2 separate regions of the Ovis aries genome follow, and region 1 is linked to region 2. Evidence: chromatin contacts called from public Hi-C data. All regions are on one chromosome and are shown on one strand. Each heading gives the region's core, a stretch centred on a gene start, on an enhancer-like site or on the middle of the called end of the contact. The rest is flanking DNA. Distances are from core to core; before and after follow the strand shown.

Region 1 (3,659 bases), core at 811-3,310, 34 kb before region 2:
GAATTATGTTTGTTTTTCTGCCTCCCATTATATTAAATGCCCTTTTACCACTTTCCTCTTTGCCTTACCATCCTGGACATTCTAATCATTCCTCCCAGAAAAACACAGAAAAAATAAATGTTTTGATGTTTAGAAGTTGTTAAAAGGAAAGGGTTGGCTGGCATTGTCCTTGTTGTGCCACTGGCCGCAGAGCTCTTGATAATTCAGTCTCTGGGCTGAATTCTGATTCATCTCGAGGTTCAACATCACTGTCACTACCGTCATCAGCCTAAGGCTGGCTTTGCAAGAATCACATAGAACCACGGGGTAGAGAAAGAGCTGGCGGATCTTGCCCTCAGCTTCGTATGTCACCTTCTTTATTTCATGCCACCAAGACAAAGCTTAATTACAGGTTCTTACCCTTTTCCAGCTGAGCTATTTAAAATCCTAAAAGATGATGCTGTTAGAGTGCTGCATTCAATATGTCCGCAAATTTAGAAAACTCAGCAGTGGCCACAATACCGGAAAATGTCAGTTTTCATTCTAATCCCAAAGAAGGGAAATGCCAAAGAATGTTCAAACTACCATGCAATTGTGTTCATTTCATATGCTAGTAAGGTTATGCTCAAAATCCTTCAAGCTAGGCTTTCAGCTGGGAAAGACTGAAAGCAAATGGAGAAGGAGGCAGCAGAGAATGAGATGGTTGGATAGCATCACCTGGACATGAACCTGAGCAAACTTTGGGAGGTGGTGAAGGATAGGGGAGCCTGGCCTTACTGCAGTACATAGTGTTGCAGAGTTGGACATGATTTAGCAACTGAACAACAAACCTTAGTCAGCTTTATCAAGACTTCTAGGGGATCATTAGAAATATGTCATCACTAATTGTTCCAGAGTATATAAGACAAGAATAGCATTCTCTATTTTGGAGAAGAAGAGGAAGAAAGTATATGGCATATAATATATGTCAGTTCAGTTCAGTCACTCAGTCATGTCCACCTCTTTGCGACCCCATGGACTGCAGCACGCCAGGCTTCCCTGTCCATCACCAACTCCCAGAGCTTGCTCAAACTGTGTCCATATATATATATATATATATATATATATATATATATATATATATAAATATATACACATATATGTAGTTACATATGTGTGTAAGAGAGGTGAAATATCTCACATAGGCCTCAGTGCACGTGTGCTCAGTGATGTCCGACTTTTTGTGGCCCCATGGGCTGTAGCCTGCCAGGCTGCACTGTCCATGGAATTTTCCAGGCAAGAATACTGGAGTAGGTTGCCATTTCCTACTCTAGGGGATCTTCCCAACCCAGGAATGGAACCCACACCTCTGTGTCTCCTGCACTGGCAGGTAGATTCTTTACCACTGGTGCCACCTGGGAAGCCCATTGCACAGAATAATACCAAGCTCTTATGAAATGGCTTGAATATACCAGCATACCCTTCACAATCAAGTCCTGTACCGGAGCGGGTTGCCATTTCCCTTCTCCAGGGGATCTTCCCAACCCAGGGATCAAACGGGGGTCTCCCTCATTGCAGGCAGATTCTTTACCATCTGAACCACCAGGGAAGCCCCTACATGTGTATGTATTATCTGTATATAGATACACAAATATATACACACATACATATTTTGGCTCTTTTTGTTTGTATGTGATTTCTATACCTTCTCACATAATTTTTCCAAAATATTTTCCCTTAAGAGAGTATTCAGAGGTATTTTCAGGTAGTAGTTACCAGAAAAAAAGAAAATCAGAGTGCTTTAATAAGCTTTTATGGTTTTCATCAAAAATAAGTGTCTTTTTAAATATAACTGGTCCTTGTAATTATATAAATGTAGTCATATTAAACCCAGTAATGTAATTGATGAGATGTTTTTGATCTGCAATAATTGGACCAACTACAAAGCCAACTAAGATATTTAAGTGTTATTTTCATTCCCAAAGAAAAGGAAGGGGAATGAAAAAAAAGATAAAACCTTCTTGGTCACAGCTAGAACCCAGAGGACTATTTCACCTGTCTCTTGGCATGAATTTTACCTCAAACGCACACATACAAAAATCTACTTCAAACAAACATCTGCCATTAGCTCAGACCTGATCAATAAAGTCAGCAGAAGCAGGGCACGCTTCGTACCATTAGAGAGAAAATACACCCGCATTATTCGGGAGACCTGAGGAGAAAGAGATCCAAAAAAAATTTTCCCCTTGAAAATAGTAAGAAAAGTAAATGGCCGTCTTTTAGATTCTGTGAATGGGGTGATATGGCTGAAATTTATTATACAGGTCTTCAAAAGATCCTTGTGCTGCTTTAGTTTTTAACCATTTTTTAAAATTTGGCTATAGTTAATTTACAATGTGTTAGTTTGGGGTATACAGAAAATGACTCAGCTATAGATAGATAGATACTTTTGCAGCTTCTTTTCCACTATCGGTTATTACAACACATGGGGTATATTTCCTGTGCTATACGGTAAGTCCTTATTGTTTATCTAGCTTATATATACTAGTGTATATATGTTAATCCCAACCTCCTAATTTGTCTCTTCCCTGCCTGCTATCCCCTTTGGTAACCATGTTTGTTTTCTATGTCTGCGAGTCTATTTCTGTTTTGTTAGGTTCGTTCACATCATTTTTTAGATTCCACATATAAGTGATATCATATATTTGTCTCTGTCTAACTTCACTTAATATTTCATTTCACTTGTTATACAGGGTCTTCAGAATGTCCTTGTTCTGCTTTAGATTTAACTCTGTTCATTCTGATAATGGGGTAACACGTGTAATGAGATGAAATGGAAAAGTCTCTTCTGCTGAAATGGACTTCTGCTCTTCAAGCCATAGGACAGAGTTTGTCCTCTTAGCTACAGAAATCATTTATTTCTTTAGGATCTGAATTAAGACAGCACAACCGTTCTGTGAAGGGCTCAGGATACACACCAAATGGTGTCCCTTGGTGTGAGTGGAACTCACAGGAGCAGGGTCAATGGGGCCCGGCCCCCCCACCCCGTGTCCTATAGAGAGATGTGCTGGAGCCCAGTGAAAGACATGTGCTGAGAAGAGCCCCAGAGGGCTTGACGCACCCCTCTAGCCCTCTGTTTTATGAGATGTGTATAAAAGCATCCTCACATGAGGGACTAAACATTTTATTTATGCACACCAAACATTTTCTTTATGCACACCAAGGCCTTCCCTCCCTGGTGGCTCAGATGGTAAAGAATCTGCCTATAATGCAGGAGACCCGGGGTTTCATCCCTGGGTGGGGAGGATCCCCTGGAGAAGGGAATGGCTACCCACTCCAATATTCTTGCCTGGGGAATTCCATGGACAGAGGAGCCTGGCGGGCCACAGTCCATGGGGTTGGAAAGAGTCGGACATGACTGAGCGACTTTCACATGCACACCAAGCAGTTCTCATCGTAGGCGCCCGCTGTCTAGGGGGATTCTCTGATGCCTCCGTTTCCAGACCCTGGAAACAAGTCCCCGGGGGGACATTGAGTCTGAGAGCTGACTCACTGCCAGGCAACGTAGAGAGACAGGATCCCCCTGTCAGAGTCACACTCCAGACAGTGCTGCTCGTCTCCACGACACGCAAGTGCATAGTTGCACAAACACACCTACACAACATACACAAGTCTACTGTTGCTGGGGAGAGATGGGAGTA
Region 2 (3,658 bases), core at 1,052-3,551:
AGACAAGGAGGCTATGTGCTGTTCACGAGCTCCCAGGCCAGAATTCTCCTTTCCCCAAACCCTCTGCTCTTTGAGAGGGCTTCTCTTGTGGCGGAGCGCGGGCTCTAGAGCATGTAGGCTCGGTGGTTGTGGCACAAGGGCTTAGTTGCCCCGAGGCTTGTGGTGTCTTAAGGCAGATTCTTAACCGCTGGACCACCAGAGAAGGCCTTCAAACCTTTTGCTCTTTGGGGTGTGACCTCCCTCAGCCTCCACACACCCCCCGCAACCCCCTGCTAACCTCAGCCCCTGGATTTGGCGGCTCATCTCTGGACAGGAAGTGGAGAGAGGTCAAATATGCCTTACAGGCCTGTCCCTTTGAGCCAAAGCCCTGAGAGGCTCTGCTTCAGTCCTAAATCCCCTCCCCCAGCCCCACAGGCAGGTAGCAAGCCCTGGGAAGGGTTCCCACAGTGCATTAGCTCTGAACAGGTCAGGAGGAAGAGGAGTGTCATGCTATCCAGCCTCTGTTGTCAATAATTCATGAGGTTCAGACTGAGGGGCACCAGTCAGAGTCAGTTTTCCCCACACATGGGGAAAATTAGACTCAAGCTCTCTTATCTCATCGAGATGTGCTGAATATCACAGCTATATAACATCTCGATTGAGGAATAAACTATAAATCCAGTGCATGTTTGTTATATCATTCACTACTCATACACTTTTAGATGCTGAAATCTTTTTGGCTGCTCAGCTGACCTACACATGTACTACCTGAACCTTTAGCAAGTATGAATTCTGTTAAACAGCAATCCCGGAACTGAATTTCACAGACCGGGATTCTCTCTCCTCTAATTGTAGGGATTGACATCAGGTTGCCAGACTGGTGATTTCACCAACTAACAACCCTTTTCTTAACCTACCCATCTGCTTTCATCATATTCTCTTAACAGAAAGACTAACACCAAAAAATAATTAAAAAGAGCAAAAGCATATCCCAGAATAAAGGACTATCTCTTAAATTAAATAAGCTTAGCTTTATGAAACACTGTATTTTCTTTTTATTTTTTGCCTTGAACTAGTGAAAACTTTGCCTTGGATCTACACAGCTTCTCAGTCTGGCATTTGGAGGCCACAGGGTTAAACCAATTCAGATGCTGACACTGGGTCTGCCGGGCCTTTCTTCAGTGTATCATAAGCCATCCAGATTTATTAATTCTCCCAGAAACCCAGGAGGGAGATCATTTCAGCCCACTTGGGAGAAGTAGGGGCTGAAGTCTTGGACACAGAATTTATAGCTGGAGAGGACCTTATCTATCATCTACCCCAGCACCCTCAGCTTACAGATGGAGAGCCTGGCTTGTGGCAGCAATAATAATTACTCTATGGTAGCAATAATTACTATGTGTTTAGTAGTTCAAAGTTTATAAAATGCTTTTACATTCAACAAATATTTATTGAACTAGGATGGAGGCTAAGACCTGGGGACACAGTGATTATGAAGCACTTGAGTGCTCCTGAGTGCTCTGAATTTCCACCACTGGTTAGGGGACACTCTAGCCTCCTTGCTACCACTTAGGCCTAGAGAAGTTCTCTAGAGCGGAGGATATAAGAGATCCTGTCAGGTCAGGATCTTTAATTCTGCACGCTGGTTACCCCTGGTGATCAGAGTCTACCCTCCAGGCCTATGGGGATGGAGGAGAACTTGAGCCAGAGTGAAGGGCAGTGCAGGCCTAGCCCTGCTCCTCTCCATCAGGCGTCTCCCGTAGGCTCCTCCAGGCTCCCCTGAGACCCTCAGGAGGAGCCTCACCCCCATGAGCAATCTCAAAACATCTGGCCTCCTTTGAGCTGTCACAAACGTGGACCCAGACTTTCTTGGAAAACAAAACCCACCTTGAAGTTCTAGGAAGCAAAAGCAAACAGTTAAAGTCCCCTCTGCCCCAAGAACTGACGTGGGCAAGCAGAGGTGGGAGGAGGAGAGGGAGGACAAGGAAGTCTACGAGCTCCCCGAGGTGGGGAGGGCCCCACAGGGAACCGGAACCGACAGCACCGTCCCAAGCCGGGCCGGCCAGGGCGAGCAGGGGATCTAGGGGCGCGGGGGCCACAAACGGCAGGGGGCGCTCTTGGCCACGGCCGGCTCCCCTGGCCTAGGGCCCGCGCGGAGCGGGAGGAGCTGTCCCGATCTAGGGCTTAAGAGGGGCGGGGAGACGGGATCCGGGAGCCAGAAGCTGGGAGGGGAGCGGGCCGCCGAGCCAGGAGGCGATTCACTCTTCGCCTTGCCCCTCGCCCTGCCCCACTGTCACCTCCCCTGGGCGGTGCAGAACCCTGAACCGGCCGGCGCCATGCTGAAGGTGCGACTGCCTTTGGGTGCCTGTGCGCGGTCGTGGAAGTCGGTCCGGATGGCCAGCTGCGGGATGGCGCGCCGGAACCCGCTGGAGAATAAGGTGGCCCTAGTAACGGCCTCCACTGACGGGTGAGTGCCCGAGTGAGTCTCTGAGTCCCCCGTTGTCTGCAAACAGGTGATACCCCTTGTCCTTGGCCTCCCGCGCCCTCTCTTCAGCCCTCCCGTGCGGCCAGAGCTGGCCCTGGAAGAAAGGCAGCACGTGGTTGGCCTGCAGCCCCCTTCAGATTCCGCTCCCCCCACCTTTGCAGTTAACAGCGCTCTTGTCACTGCCGCCCCTGGCTCGAGTCCGCCGCCTTGGCGTTGCCCCTCACCCTACCCCGTCTATCCTGTCTCCTGGGGTTCTGGGCCGCCCCAATCAACTGGCTCCACCTAGAGTCTGGGAAGACCAGAGGCCGGAAGTCCAAGACAGTCCAGATTTCAAACACCCTATGCACTGCCTACACCGACTGTGGAAATGTTCCAGACACCCCCACTGTGGCACCCCCAGGAGCCTCACAGAACTTTGCCCCTTCCCTAGAGGGGACACAAGTCATGTGTCCAGGTTCTTGTTTAGTTCAGTATACTGTGGCCTCTCTTGCCCAGCCTGTTTCTTACCAGCCACTGTGACCTACCCTGTTTCTCATTCCCACAGACCCCTGCTAGATGCCAGCTCTTCACAAAGTTAGAATACATATAAATGGGGAAACCTGGAGAAGGCAATGGCACCCCACTCCAGAACTCTTGCCTGGAAAATCCCATGGACGCAGGAGCCTGGTAGGCTGCAGTCCATGGGGTCGCACAGAGTGGGGCACGACTGAGGCGACTTGGCAGCAAATGGCTAACAAGCGCAAAATGTGTGGCCCTGGGGGTTTCCCTGGAGGTCCAGTGGCTAAGACTCCATGCTCTCAATGCAGGAGCCCCAGGTTTAATCCCTGGTCAGGGAACTAGATCCCACATGGACCAACCAAGACCCATATAGCCAGGTAGATAATTTTTTTTTAATGTATAACCCTTTCTCCTATGAATGTAAAAAATTTATGTTCATAACCAGAGACCCCCAGTTTCATATGTACTCCAAAATATAACTAGTCAGTTCAGTTCTGATGCTGGGAAAGATCGAAGGCAGGAGAAGGGGATGACAGAGGATGAGGTGGTTGGATGGCATCACTGACTCAATGGACATGAGTTTGAGTAAACTCCAGGAGTTGGTGATGGACAGGGAGGCCTGGGTGCTGCAGCCCACGGGGTCGCAAAGAGTCGGACACGACTGAGCGACTGAACTGAACTGACTGAACCAGAGAC

Evidence for each region. A called contact is a pair of places that touch in the nucleus more often than the background predicts.
Region 1: a contact with region 2 is called in a Hi-C map of liver, with 1.7 times the contacts expected there. The contact joins the enhancer-like site here to the promoter of LOC101119050 in region 2. A contact is called at or near these places in 2 of 16 Hi-C or Micro-C datasets (liver and mixed tissues).

What each region holds. Positions count from the first base shown.
Region 1 is chr7:20,947,097-20,950,755 of ARS-UI_Ramb_v3.0, reverse strand. It overlaps the pseudogene LOC101121175. Among named protein-coding and RNA genes, the nearest start is that of CARMIL3, 46 kb to the right of the region's middle. Within about 2 kb of position 2,060, at least 1 of the 54 cell types and tissues checked has an H3K27ac peak or open chromatin away from gene starts, as enhancers often do. A contact at or near this core is called in liver, where this site is marked.
Region 2 is chr7:20,913,764-20,917,421 of ARS-UI_Ramb_v3.0, reverse strand. LOC101119050 (dehydrogenase/reductase SDR family member 4) reads left to right here and starts at 2,301. Exons shown (of 6, transcript XM_060418943.1): 1 at 2,301-2,446. The coding sequence starts at 2,316. LOC132660161 (a long non-coding RNA gene) reads right to left here and starts at 274. Exons shown (of 2, transcript XR_009601431.1): 1 at 1-274.